2 separate regions of the Mustela erminea genome follow, and region 2 is linked to region 1. Evidence: chromatin contacts called from public Hi-C data. All regions are on one chromosome and are shown on one strand. Each heading gives the region's core, a stretch centred on a gene start, on an enhancer-like site or on the middle of the called end of the contact. The rest is flanking DNA. Distances are from core to core; before and after follow the strand shown.

The links. Hi-C and Micro-C count contacts between places; a contact is called where the count stands out from the background.
Region 2: a contact with region 1 is called in a Hi-C map of skeletal muscle, with 10 times the contacts expected there. The contact joins the enhancer-like site here to the promoter of BTG1 in region 1. A contact is called at or near these places in 3 of 3 Hi-C or Micro-C datasets (fibroblasts, skeletal muscle and spleen).

What each region holds. Positions count from the first base shown.
Region 1 is chr6:27,724,950-27,731,915 of mMusErm1.Pri, forward strand. It overlaps BTG1 (protein BTG1), which reads left to right and starts at 5,510. Exons shown (of 2, transcript XM_032346784.1): 1 at 5,510-5,977; 2 at 6,955-6,966. The coding sequence starts at 5,830.
Region 2 is chr6:27,830,763-27,837,869 of mMusErm1.Pri, forward strand. No RefSeq gene overlaps it. Among named protein-coding and RNA genes, the nearest start is that of BTG1, 100 kb to the left of the region's middle. Within about 2 kb of position 5,044, the one cell type or tissue checked has open chromatin away from gene starts, as enhancers often do. A contact at or near this core is called in fibroblasts, where this site is marked.

The sequences.
Region 1 (6,966 bases), core at 4,260-6,759:
GGGGCCCCGTGGGGAGGCTGCTGAGAGTGATCTCCCTCCTGTGGGCAACCAGAAAAAGAATAAATGAAAGATAGAGGTCTCTGTTGAAGAGATAAGACCACGTGTAAGCTAAATTATTTAAAGATTTAAGTAAGAGCTAGAGACAAAAATAGAAGTCACTTCCACATTACCTCTTTCCAATCCATCATCCTCAGGGCTTTCCAAAAAATAAATCTGATCCTATCACTTCCCTGTCAAAAATGTTTCCCCTCTGAACATCTTCTGCTCCCAATACCACCAAGTTTTTTTTTTTTTCAAAAATACTTATATTGGCTTATATTGGCTTAAGAATTTAAAATACTCCAAGTTCAGACCCCTCCTTTTCTTCTTTTTAAAGAGAACTAACTGTGGGCCAATTTCACTGATTTAGCAGAGAGCATTTGCTTTTGGGGCTTCCTTGTCTCCTTCTGTACCCAAACACACACACAAATAAATGCCTTGTCTCTATTTGTTGTTGACACTGTCGAGAACTCTCCCACTCCCCACTGTGCTTTTTGGCTAAGCTGTTAGTTTTTGAAAGCAAGCACCGGGGACACGTAATGCTCTATCTGGAAGTAAGTTCAGGACAAATACAATTAGAGCGAATGCAACTCACTGCCTGGCCACAGTGAAGCCAACTCCAGCTCAGCCTGGAAGTCTATGGGTCTAAAGATGCCTTCAGGAGAGGGAGGGTCCAGATGGGGAACAAGACCTTGGCTAGGTGGGATTACTGTATACAGGGGTAAGGTGGGCAAAGGCCTTGCAGACAGACTTGTGAACTGCAATACAGCCATTAAAAAAATTCTGGGACTTTCCCAGCAGTCATCCAGGAATCCTGGATCTCATGATTAAATTGAGAGACTAGAGCATTGGAAGAAACCTTCCTGAACAACTTCTGGATAGAAGCATGAGAGAGTGGTACATACGCAAATGACACCATGGCTGACCAGACAGAAAAATACTAAAACGTGCCTATGCAGCATAAGGGGAAACAGCAAAAAACCCTGAAATGCTGGCAGTGTGGGTATTACCACAATATTCCTGAGCAACATATTTAAATTACTTCGGCCTCCATTTCATTTTCTCTGGAAATGCGGTCTATCCCAAAACAATGTTTACTTACAAAAGCAATCTCCGCAATAATCTAGCACAGCAGCCAGGGTAAAAAGTGCCACGGAGTGAAGTTACTTATCTTGTCCTCTCAAATACTGACTGTCCGATATTAAGCCACAGAAACTCTATTATTTTCTGTCTGGTAAATTGAAAATCATGGTTTTAATTTGACTCATTTGTAGTTTGATATGTCTATTTAACATCATTCAAGAGCATTTGCTATGTGTTGGGCATTAGGCATTGGGGGTACAATAGTGAATTACATAAGATGCCTGCCCTCAAAGAATTTACAGACTAGGGGCACCTGGGTGGCTCTGTCCTTAAGCGGCTGCCTTCAGCTCAGGTCATGATCCCAGGGTTCTAGCTAGGATCGAGCCCCGCATGGGGCTTTTTGCAGGGCTGGAAGCCTGCTTCTCCGTCTTCCAATCCCTCTGCGGGTGCTCCCTCTCCCCTTGCCTCTCTCTCTGTCAAAGAAATCAATAAAATCTTAAAAAAGAAAAAAAAAATACAAACTAGAAAGAGAGACTTGTAAACATAGTAAATCTAGTGTGTTTGCTGAGTCCCAGAGCCAGGGGAAGGGAAAGCAGAAGGCCATAGACATTTACTCAAGTTAGAGTCACAAAATTTTCTTGGAGGGTGAGCAAAAATTAGCTAGGGAAAGGGGAGAGGGAGAAGGTATCTCAGACAGAAGGACCAGCACATAAAATGAATAGCATAATAGCTTACTTTAGTGGTATCATCTTTATGGATTAATAGTTTAGATGAGTTCCCAGATGCAGTCCACGATGATATTCAAAAAGTGTCATTTGGTGACTTGAAATTTATTCAATTAGAAAGACCACATTTTGTTCTAATACGGCTACCTTTCCTACTTTGGGGATGTTAAAATGTTATCCTTTTCCCAAAATGATAGTGATAGCAGATGGTAATGTGATTTAAAATTAAAAAAAAAAAAAAAATCTTTGGCAAAATGGAACATTTCAACCCTGTGTTCATCCTTAAATTTTACCAGTCTATGAAATAAAGAAAGAAGTCCATTCCCCTACCCTATGTAAATGATTTTCCCCCTCTCTCTCTTTCTCTTTTTGGTTAAAAACAATAACAACAACAACAGAATAAAGTGTACAGATTTGTTAGTCCAGAGCAATTTATTCTGGTAACAGTTGCATTGAGGGATGGGACTAGAAATCCCCAGCCCTTTGAAATTCGAGTTAGTCGTCCAATAGTTACCCCTATAGAAAGTACTTTCTAAACATCTAAGCACTCTTTTCAAGGACCAGGCATTTGTGCTTTTACTTGCAAACTTATTTTGAAACCCAGCTCCATTTTCTGGATTTGCTTTGATAGAAATTTGTTTGTCTGTTTGTTTTGAGTGCTTTGATTTTTAATTTTTCTTGGTTTGGGAAATAAATTTGATATCATCAAACTGCCTGATGATGATATAAGCCAGCTAATATATACATTTGGCTGCTTCCTTAGTGCCAAAGAGAGTGCTAAGTAGTCTCTATGGTTATTCCACTCAGTCCTCACCACAACCTTTAAGTTTCTGAAGAAAATAGAATGCAGAGGCGCAAGGAACTTGCCTCGTGCATACAGCCAAGAGTGTTGGGTTTGTCAAGACAGCTGACCCTTCAAAATCATAGTTTCGAACTGTGTGGGTCTATTTTTACGAGGACTTTTTGATATGCTATACTATGTTATAAATGTATTTTCTCTTACGATTTTAATAACATTTACTTTTCTCAGCATTACTTTATTGTAAGAATATAGCGCATAATACGTATAACATACAAAATACGTGTGAATTGACTTTATGTTATTGGTAAGGCTTCTGGTCCGCAGAAGGGGATGAGGAGTTAAGTGTTACGGGGAGCCCCAAGTAATACATGGATTTGACTGCTTGTGGTTCCTTGCCCCTAATCCCTGCATTTTTCAAGGGTCAACTGTATTTGAGACTGCCCTACAGTTTAACCTAACAGCAAAATGAGAAAGTGCTTTTATAATTCAAAAGCTGTGGAGAAGCACTAGCTTGCTTTTCAGATGGGAAGAGCCTGACTAAACCTCTGGAAAAATACTACTGAACATATGTATGTCCAGAACTGAAAACTGTTAGTAATTAACATTGTGCCCTATCTAAAGCTTTCATTTAGGACCAATGTTTATTTCCAGCTCTCTCCCTGAGTTCTCCCTAGATACCCTACAAAGAAGAGTAAGTTCTTAAATCCATTAGTCACTTAAAATAATGATTTAAGGAGGGAAACATACATATACGATAAAAAAAACTGTGTGCATGTGAGTTTAACTTTCTGGTAACCCTATTCAACTGATTTTAAAAAGCTTTCAGAAGGGGTCCAGCCCCTGCCTGGGAAGGCAGTTAAAAGTGGAGAGAACACACCCTTGGGAGACAAGTCTGAGTTCAAATGCTAGAATTTTGTTAACTTCATAAATTGTTTTGCAGAGGAGTCAAATAGAGCTCAGGATTATTAGGAGCCCAAGTTGGAGACCAGGCTTGGAGCAGAAAAACCTTCATTTGATTTATCATCTAATGCTCAAATGACTGATAAGGTGAAAGAAAAGAGAAGAGCCAGAGATTAAGGGTGGGTGGAGTTAGGGATATCAGAAGATCTTGTGCTAGGGCTCCGGCGATTTTCAGAATTTACTTCTGTTTCCCTGTCTCCCTTTTGAGTAGTAAAAGAGGTTTGAAGTCCTCAGTGAATTACCATGACGTTTATTTTAAGCACGGCTCTTTCTGAAAAGTCCTAAGAGGAAACAAATGTGCCTTATTTACAATTATTTTTGAGGTACTCAACCAAAAAAATTAAGATGTTCACAAAACTCAATGCTTTTAACAATACCATCTTAAAAGTATTTAACTTAGTTCACATGTAACTAGTTACTGTGTATGAATGAAAAAAAATCTGCAAGCTCTTTCAAACCCAGTTTTGCATATTTCATTTAAACAATAAAACGTTTTCTTCCTCTGCTTTATAACATCCTGCTTTTGCTTCATTTCTATACTTTTTTGGTGCAGTATTTTTTAAACACACACACACACACCTCAAAGTGGTGTGTTTTGCAATACTGATGAAACTAAACTCAGGGTATTTATTTCCATCTGGTAGAGTTCAACTTCTGCCTCTTGTTTGCTTTCTCCATCTGCCCGACTCACTATCTTTTTTTTTTTTCCCCTCCTCCTTAATGGAGTTAGGGTTAACCCACTCTTGGGCTTAATCGTTTTAGCAGTCTCAAGCCATAATACGATTGTGTTTTGTTTTGTTTTGTTTTCTAGTTTTGCAAGTAAGGTTTCCAGTAAACTCAAATGTCTACGACTAATACTTTCACAAGCTCCAACTCTAATCTTTATTTTCTTGTTTTTATAATGAGCAGCAGAACTCTAAGGGCCCGACAGTTACCGGACTATAAAAAAAGAATCTCTGGTTAGGGTTTAAACGGTGTAAAATGCATTAAACAACTTTCCCCCTCTAATAAAGCTTAAACTTCACGGAATCCGCGTGACTACATTTATCTTCAATAGCAGGCTTTCCTATCAGCACTAAGTTGGATTCTCTAAGTTCTCCACTCCTCTCGTTTGCCTCCAGAAGCTACTAAACAGCAACCACAAAAGGCTTACTAGCCTTTTCTTTATTTTGCAGTTAAACTTTCACAAAGACATCCCCCACTCCTTCCCGAAGGTGGAGCAGGAAGGGCTCCGTGGAGTTGGCAGCGCCTCTGCTAGGAGACCTCGGCTCCCTGGGCTCTGCAGAAAGACCCGCAAAGGTCCCCTTACTCCACTTCCTCCGCACCTTCCGCACGGGGACCCGAACCGCCCTGTTCCGCACATGCCTCCAGCTTGGGGATCCATCCTCTCAGACCGGAGCGGGAACGGGATACAAGGGATACAAACACCCAGCGCGCGAGTGGACCGGCGGCGCGGACCTGCAGCCGAATCCGCGCGCGCGGACAGCCTGAGCAGGGCGGCTTTTATCTGCCCAGCACCGAGCCTCCCCGCCCGCGAGCCCAGGCAGCGCACTTTCGCAGAGGATGCCCTGGCGCTGGGCCCGGAGTTGCTGAAGCGGGAAGGAGGGGCTAGAGCTGGGGGCGGGGCTTTCACACGCGCACCCCCGCTCGGCTCGATCCCCTGGCCACAGCCCGCCGGTCTCCGGCCGCCGCTCTGGAGTTTATTTGTTTACAAGCGGATTACGTCAGCTCCTCCCTCTCCTCCCTGTCTCCGCATCCGCCCCCTGCTCTCTTTTCCCGCCCCCTCCGGCTCCGAACCTGGTGCGTCACAATGGTGCGATCTGCGGATTGGCTGGAGTCGGCCGTCATACTCCAGCTACGCCACTTCCTTTCCGCGGCGCTATAAAAGCTACTGCACGGCGCCAGCATCTCTTCGCCCCTCCGAGCTGGAAATGCAACTGTTGGGAGCTTCGGAGGCTGGGGAGCTGGACGCGGAGGCGGCTGGGGAAGTCCGAGCGATGTGACCAGGCCGCCGTCGCTCGTCTCTTCCTCTCGCCTGCCGCCTCCTGTCGTGAAAATAACTTTTTTACTATAAAGGAGAAAAAAAGTAGCTGTCCGCCCCTCCCGCCCTCTTTTCCTCTCAGCCCTCTCACCTGCGAGGGAGCCCGGGGTGGCCGCTCCGCCGTCGGGGCCGCGCCGCCGAGCCCCGGCCGCCCCGGGCCGCCCCCGCCCGCCGCCCCCATGCATCCCTTCTACACCCGGGCCGCCACCATGATAGGCGAGATCGCCGCAGCCGTGTCCTTCATCTCCAAGTTCCTCCGCACCAAGGGGCTCACGAGCGAACGACAGCTGCAGACCTTCAGCCAGAGCCTCCAGGAGCTGCTGGCAGGTGAGCCGGCCGCGGCGGGAGGGCGAGGGGCGCCGGGCGGACACGGACCGTACACCCCGGGCGGGAGGCGGGCCGAGCCGTCGGGCCACGGGAGCCGCGTCTCTGCCCCGGGCGGGCAGCGCTCGGGTCCCGCCGCGGGACCGGGGCTGGCGCGCCAGGCGGCCGCTAACGGCGGGTCCTGGCGAGGGTTTGGGGGCTGGGCCGAGGGCGCCCCCTCCCCCCACGGCTGGCCCACGGAGGGGAGAAGGAAACAGGCGCACAACAAAGAAACTACGGCCACTGAGGCGGGAGCTGCGGTCCTCGGACCGTCCGCGGTTTTGGGGACAAAGGAGCTGTGGGGCCGGGGTTGGTTCGACGCCCCCTCCCCCAACCCCCTCCAGCCGTTGTGGGCTCGGCGGCCGGGCCCGGGGGTGGGAAACCGCGCCGCTGCCCCGGGGCCAGCCCGGGACGGACGTGCCGTCTCCCCGCGCCTCCTACCTCTGACCATTAATCATCGGATTTGTCACCGGTTCAGTTACAGCCCAGCCCAGAGCGTGGTTTAGGGTTGCTTGTTTTTCTTCCCTTTGGGGATAACAGTCCGGTGGCGCTTCTCCTGCAGAGCCATAAACCCCATTGTGTGCGGCTGGGCTGGGGTGGGGTGGAGAAAAGTAAACAGGTTCCCGCCTGGCCGCCGGTGCCATCCGGCTGCCCGGCCTGCCGAGGCCGCGCGCCGGATTCTGTTCTGGCGGCTTGACCGGTTGGTTCCTGGAGATTGTTTTGTCCCATGCTACTGTGTTATTTCTAAAGCCCTGCCCGCTCTCTCCGCAGCCCCGCACACGCACAGCAGCGAGAGCAATGCTGGGCATTTTTTAAAAGTTGATAGTTTAAATTTCTCACTTCTCAGAAGAGCCAGCGGAAGAAAGAAGCTACAGCGGGCTCTAACAGTAACGATCTAAAGCGTTGTTTCTCTGTTCTGTTCTTTTCTTTCTTCCCTATAGAACATTATAAAC
Region 2 (7,107 bases), core at 3,794-6,293, 110 kb after region 1:
GTGATTCCCTTCCTCAGTTCCACCCTCCATTCTTACTTTCAGGGATACTAGGAACCTCAAATTCCTAACTCCAGGCTGGGTTTCTTCTGCACACATTGGCTTATTTTCTGTCAATATTCCCTCTCTTCAGGCATAAAATTCAGTTTTCTTTGATCTGTTGAGTCAGTTACTATGTACCCAATTGTTTTCTTTCTTCTCATTTTTATACACCTCATTTGCTATCATTTTCTTCTCTAATTCTCTTTGCTGTGATTGGTTTAAAGTGTTTGTGTATGTGTGCTTAATTTCCTTGCAAATTTTAGTAGCCTTTCAAATGAAAATAAAATAAATATGTGTATTTCATCCACTATGTTTAGCCAGAAGTTTTATATTTATTAAGATGAATCTTTAAGCACAATTAGTTTCTGATGATAACTAGAGCTCATCAGCATTTGTGAACTCCTGGCAAACAAAATGAGAATCTTCATGTTTTTTTCATTTCCTTGTGCCTCACCACTTTCCCACACGGGATCATCTGTAATTTTTGGTCTAAATTACAATCAGTAAAAAAATAACTTTTTTATATTATTGATATTTGATACATCAAAGTGATTAAAACTTAATACATGATTTATCTATCATCTATCTTCCTCCCTGAACCCTCTTCTTACACCACAATTTTTTCGTTATCTTGGCTTCTTAGTTTTTTTGGTGAAGTTGGTTCAGATTGCAGGAGTTTCTCTCCAGTGATTATGAGGGTAGAAGAAGACATCCTTTAAAGAGGTCTGAAACTCTAGCTGTCTCAGAGGTGTCTCTAGCTACCTGTGACAATGAATGGCCCCAACTCTTTGGTCTCCGAGCCCACACTCACCTGTCTGAGCCTGTCGGCACTGGCTGACCTCTCTGTCTCAGTATATCAGGAGGTGGCACACCTAGTCTCTCTAACATGCATTTTCCCCTTAATCAAGATGACAATTGTTTCTTGACCTCCTCCATCTGAAGTTCCCCATAATCACTCTTATCTCTGCTCTGCTTCCGTCCAGTATGGTGTTCTCTGGCTTTGTTTCACCAAGAATTTATCCCATCTGTGTTATACCTTTTTTTAAAAAATTCTTTAATTTTTTTTTAGGGACCCACTCTCCAGTTTTCTATAGCAGCTGTACCATTTTACATTCCCACCAGCAAAGCACAGAAGTTCCAGTTTTTCCACATCCTCATTACTACTGATTTTTGTTTTGCTTTTGTTTTGGGGGATGACGTGGCATCTTGTGGTTTTGATTTGCATTATGGTAACAGTTACTGCTCTTCATGGTTTTATTGGCTGTTTGTGTGTCTTCTTTGGAGAAATACAGTATATCTTTTATGATTATCTCACATCTTTGGTATTGACATCACTCTTGTTTTCCAGTGCTGTTATATATATATGTGTGTGTGTGCATCTGTATGACTGGTTTTATCTATGTATGTATTATTACATATACTTATTTACTTGTTTAACTTATTATCACAGCTAACCAGCTCATCTACCATTGCTATGCTGTTTCAAAAATAACTTTTGATTTGGTCTTCCTCCCCTTGGTTTTTGTCCTTTTTTGTTCATTTGTTTTAGATCTGTTTATCCTTTTTTGTTGTTGTTTAGTATAATCCGACCTGAAGGTAAACGTCTATCTTTTTAGTCCCCTACGGATAAAAACTAACACTGAAATCTTAACTCTGATATTTATTTACTATGTATACTCTGCCGAGTGGCAAAGAATGCATTTCCAGTATTGACATCCCTCTGGTACTAAGGGCATCTGTAAAGACATTAATATGAAAGAGCCAGAAGCTTACAATGGAAACAGTGTTGTCCAAAACAGTTTTCTGTAAGTGTACTTGTCTTGAAAGGATTCTGTATGTTCCTTCAGGGAAATGGATGCTTTCCTTTAACACACTTCAAATTGGCAATCACCCCGTTTTCTAGAACTGCATTATCAATTTTTGTTTCATATTTGAATCAATGGAAGAAATAATTAGTATTCTACAAGGAAGTTATTTTTTATTAAAAAAAATGTGATTTCTAAACATGTATGTCTGTGTGCTTTAAGGTAAATTGTTCTCATTTATTGGGGTCAATTATTGCTTTTGCCATGGAATTCCATCTTTGAAATTATAGTGCAAAATCTTGGAATAAAAGTTAATTCATAAAATTTCATTTTAGGCATTTTCAGCATCAGAGTTAACGTTGAGGTTAATGTTCTTGTGTTATATGTCATATAGGCATGTTACAAAGTGTGGCAGACCTAAACGTAATGCTCTTCCAACTCATCTCTAACACACTCACAATTCCAAAATGATCATTCATGTAAATTCAGGAAAACTGATCAGTATATAAACAACAGTAGTTTGTTTAAAAAGACAAGAAAACAGAAAGATCTATTTAATGCTTTTCACAACTCAAGGTCTATATTTTGAGAGTATGGTTGTACCAACCTCTCAAGAGACATCAGACATCTGGGCTCTCACTTGGACCGTTTTTCTCATAATGTATATGATCTGTGTACTAGGGCCCATGTGTGATTCATGTGCACTTTTTGATTTTACCTGGAGCCTCCTTTGCTATGTGTATTCTCTTTTTGCCAGATCTCTTTGTCTCTGGGACGTGTGTTGTCTTGTTTAGATTTGGGGGCAAATAATAAAAATGAGAACCCAAAGGAACAGGGTATTTTGCTGCTGCAAGGGACTAACAGGGTAATTTCTTCCAGATTTTTCATTGTTTACATGAGAAAATTTAGACCTAGAAAAACAAGTGCCTGGTTGAATTTTCACAACTGGCTAGCGCTAACGAGAAGACATGTACAGTGGTAGGTGGAGTAGGTTTTCTGGCGTCTCATCCGTGTCCTTGCTTCAAGCCAGATGATTCAAGTTATGACGATGCCAAATTTCAGATCTAAAAATGTCTCTAGCTCTAGAATGTAGATAATACATATCAAATTTGTACCTTGCTTTTGAAGAAATTTATACTGAAAATTTGTGTTTTTGCATTAGCTTTTTTTCTTAATCACCTGAGGTTATGCTGTTTGAGTAAATGAAATACAGTTAAGTTGCTAAGGTAAATTCCAAATAACCACACTATGGAATGTGACATGAATGTCACCTTGGAAAAAAGTGTTTCTTGCCAAAGCCTAAGTATAATAATATAATATTTATTTTGAGTCCTTGAAAGAGTTCCGGTCTGTTCAATTTAGGCTTTTATGTTTAAACACTAAAGGGTTTTCTGTATAAAATCAAACAAACCCACAAGTAGACAGCAAAGCATCTGGATCATAGACTGGGCTTTGTCTAAAAGCCTCTTTTAGGGGCTGAGTTAACAAAGAATGCGTATTTTGTCTGTTTGCTATGTAACATTAGTAGTGGAAAGCCAAGTTACTATTTATTTTATAGCTTTTGCCTTAAGCTTATCATTTTATTGGTGTGTGTGTGTGTGTGTGTGTGTGTGTGTGTGAAAGAGAGAGAGAGACAGAGGAATCAGGGAAAGGGAGAGAGAGTGAGTGAGTGAGACAGGGAAGGAGGGAGAGGGAGAGAATGAGAGAGACTGAGAAAATGTTTAGAAGCAAACTATGACCCCTCTTTAGTAATTGGCACCCTTACACAAAGAGTAAAGGGCTTATTGCAACTTGGTTTGGGGTCAAGAACACTGAAATGAGGAAACCTGAATTTCACTTCCAGCTTTGATGTGTCTACTTGTGTGATGTTGAGCAAGTCACTTGCTTTCTCTTGGTCTTGATTTCTTCATCTGTGAAATAACGGAGAATAAAATTTAATTTCAAACCCTACCCAACTCAAAAGTTTCGCAATTCTCTGAAATAAAATGAGTAGTGAGTGTAGTCTTACTTCACCCGTCCTCACAAAGTAAATAATATGTAGTAGCCGTAAGTGTCCGAATGATTTACTTCTTGGAAAGAATTGCATGAGAAAGTTCACTGCCTTAGAGGGCACTGTCTACATTTACAAATATTTTTTTTTCTTCATTAACCTAGCAGGCTTTTTTTTTTTTTTTTGGAACTTATTGGCAACTTTGTGTTTATTATAGACAACATTTCAATTAGATCTTGTTCTTAAAAATGTGTTCATTATATAATAAAAAATTATTTTCTCTGATAAGAATGTTAGAATTTATGCTTACCTGTATTTTCTTTTTCTTTCTTTTTTTTTTTTTTTTTTTTAAGATTTTATTTATTAGACAGAGAGAGACACCGCAAGCAGGAGGAGTGGCAGAGAGAGAGGAAGAAGCAGATTCCCCACTAGGCAGGGAGCCGGATGAGGGACTCAGTCCCAGGATCCTGGGGTCATGACCTGAGCAGAGGGCAGATGCTTAACCAACTGACCAACCTAGGCACCTCTATACTCACCTATATTTTCTGTGATTATTTGATGATCTGTTCTCACCCCAAACTATACAGTCCATGACAGAGAGGTTATTACCAAACGTTTGGTTCACAATTTAATCCTAATATTTTGTGTAGTGCCTGGCACTTAGTATCTATTCTCTGAGGGAAGAAATAGTTTTTCAGTAGTCTGACCAGGATGGTTCTGTATCAGATGCCATATATCCTCTTAGACTCATCCAAGGAAACGTCCATAAAGAAAACATGAGACTCAACGTATAGTCTTTTTGAGTTCTCTGGATTATATCACTGATGGGGAAGCATTTTTTTAGTTATTGGTTTCCTTTTTTTGGTGTTGATCTGGCTTGATAAATTTTCCATTATAATTTCCAGTGTTTTCCACTACAATTTCTGGTGTTAGAGAGTGTGTGGATGCTATCTACTTTTTCTGCTTGCTGTCTGTAGAGAAAGGCTGTTCGTAAACCAAGGTTAAGCAGCTCATTGACGATGCCTCCTTCCTTACCTTCATGCAAACTTCCAGGACTCTTTATATAGGTCCATAACTTCCATTTGCTAAAATACTTGGATAAGCATTCTGTCTCATCGTCTTCTGCAGGGGCGGTGTGACTCACTCCAGCAAGCCCGAGCAAGGCCAGAGTCAGGAGGAAGCCAACAGCTGCTGGATCTCCTACCGAACACACTGGCAAGAGGGGCCAGTGGGCAGGGCTTCAGTCTCCACATGCTTGTTATGTCCTAGCAATGTCCCGGCTCAGTTAGATCAGAGATACGGGTCATTTTTGTAATTTTCCTTTTTCAGTCATACCTATAACAGTTGGAGCTGGGATATTCTACGAAAAGCAATGCAATAATACTCATTTGAAGACGTACAAAGATTAAGATTATGGAGGGGTAAAAGAAAAATATCTCAAGCCCTCTTCCTTTTTTCCTTTTTAATTTCTCCTTACCTCCTTCCATACCTTCTTTCCTTTCCTCCCTCCTCCCTTTCCTTCCTTCCTTCCATTTCAGAGAGGTGACACGTTATAGCAAAAAGATGAAAAGACATACTACTTGGCCTCTCGACTTCACCATTTTCTGTCAAGTCACTTTAACCTCTCCGTTCCCTCAGGTGTTCTTACTCACAGCACGAGATTGTACGGAGGCTTAAGTTATATAATACCATCAGCTACTATTTATTAAACATCAAATATGCGCTTTATCCAATTTAATCTTCACAATAATGCTGCAAGCAAAATGTCTGGTCCCTGGTGGGTGACTTAGAAATCATGACCTGATGGAAGTATTAGATGCTCTTCGTAACTCCAAAAGCACTTTTGGAGTAAGTGCTTACTTATTTAATTCTCAGGTGCTATTATTCATGTCATTATCCCCCATGGCCCTGCCACCAAAGTGAAACTAGTCATTCATTCATTCAAGTTAGGCTCTTTGAGTTTCTGCTATAGTCGCGGGCAGGGGGGAAGGGAAGCAAAGAACAAGACAGTTCTTAACATCAAATGGGTTATAATTAGTAGAGGTTATAGATAAGTAAACAGATAGTTATAACCAGGTGGGATGAGCTCTCTGACAGTGGGAAACACAGAGTGGATGTTTAAGAAGGACCCCTGAATTTCAATTTGGGTGTTCAGGGAGGGTTCCTTGGAGGAAAGCATGTCTGTGCTGAGACCGGATTAGAGCTTGGAGTAGATGTAAAGGCACTGAGAGGAGGGGAACTCTGACGCCTTCTGGAAACAGAGCAGTTTGTTCTGGAATGTGAAGGGATCGCCGGGAGAGGAGGCTGGGGTGAGCAAGGCTGTTAGTCACGGAAGGGCTCAGTGCCCATCCCGCAGAAACTGTCTGATCTCTCAGGCTGTCAGCTGTTGCTGGCTTCTCATTCCCCTCCTCCTCAGGTTGGCTCTGGAACCAGGGCCTGCTGTACGGCTGACTCCTGGGACTCTGGATCTGACGGGCAGGTGCTTAAGTTGCTGGACACTGAGTCACTGAAGCTGAGTTCTTGGTCCTGAGAAAGAAAGGCTTATCTTACTAGCAGCAAGGTAGGACATTCTTGGCCAGTTGGCTATGTCTAGCTACCACGGCTACCCTCATCTGAGGGGTGCTGGGCTATGGGGCAAGGAGGCTCTCGTCAAGGGTCTCTTTCTGGCCAGCATTTGGCAGTCCGAGGCCCTTTTCGCAGGCCTGGGAATCTGAGGCCTGGCTGACAGAGAGTCATCAACTCACTTTCCACTGGGTCTCTCTGAATCTAAATTTGCCTTCTGGAATACCTGAGCAAGCCAGACTCTGTGACGTGATCACCTAATTACCATTTCACTTTTCCTGGGAACTGAGAGATAAACGAAATGTAGATCAGTGAGCTAGGTGGATGACCAGTTCATTTATTGACTCACAGATTGTTTATCTTTCTACGATCCCGGCAACCAGGCCCGCCAGAGGGCAGAGAGAAGTCTGAGGGATACTCAGGGTACACAGATAGACTAGCAGGCAGTCAGTTCTCAGTCTTCGCCTTTCCTTTGTGGGACCGGTCAGATGTTACTTCTCTCTGAGTAAGACAACCACGTATTTCATTGTCCAATCCTGGACGTTTTGGAAAATGAAAGAGGCTGCCCGTAACTGCTGTCCATGGACAGCAGGCATAAGCTGGGATGTCCCAGCAAAGCCAGACGTAGGGTTGCCCTAACCATGAGCTCTCTCTGTTCCTCTGACAGTTTCCCCCCTAGTTCACGGTGTCGGGGCTTTGGTGGAGAACCTG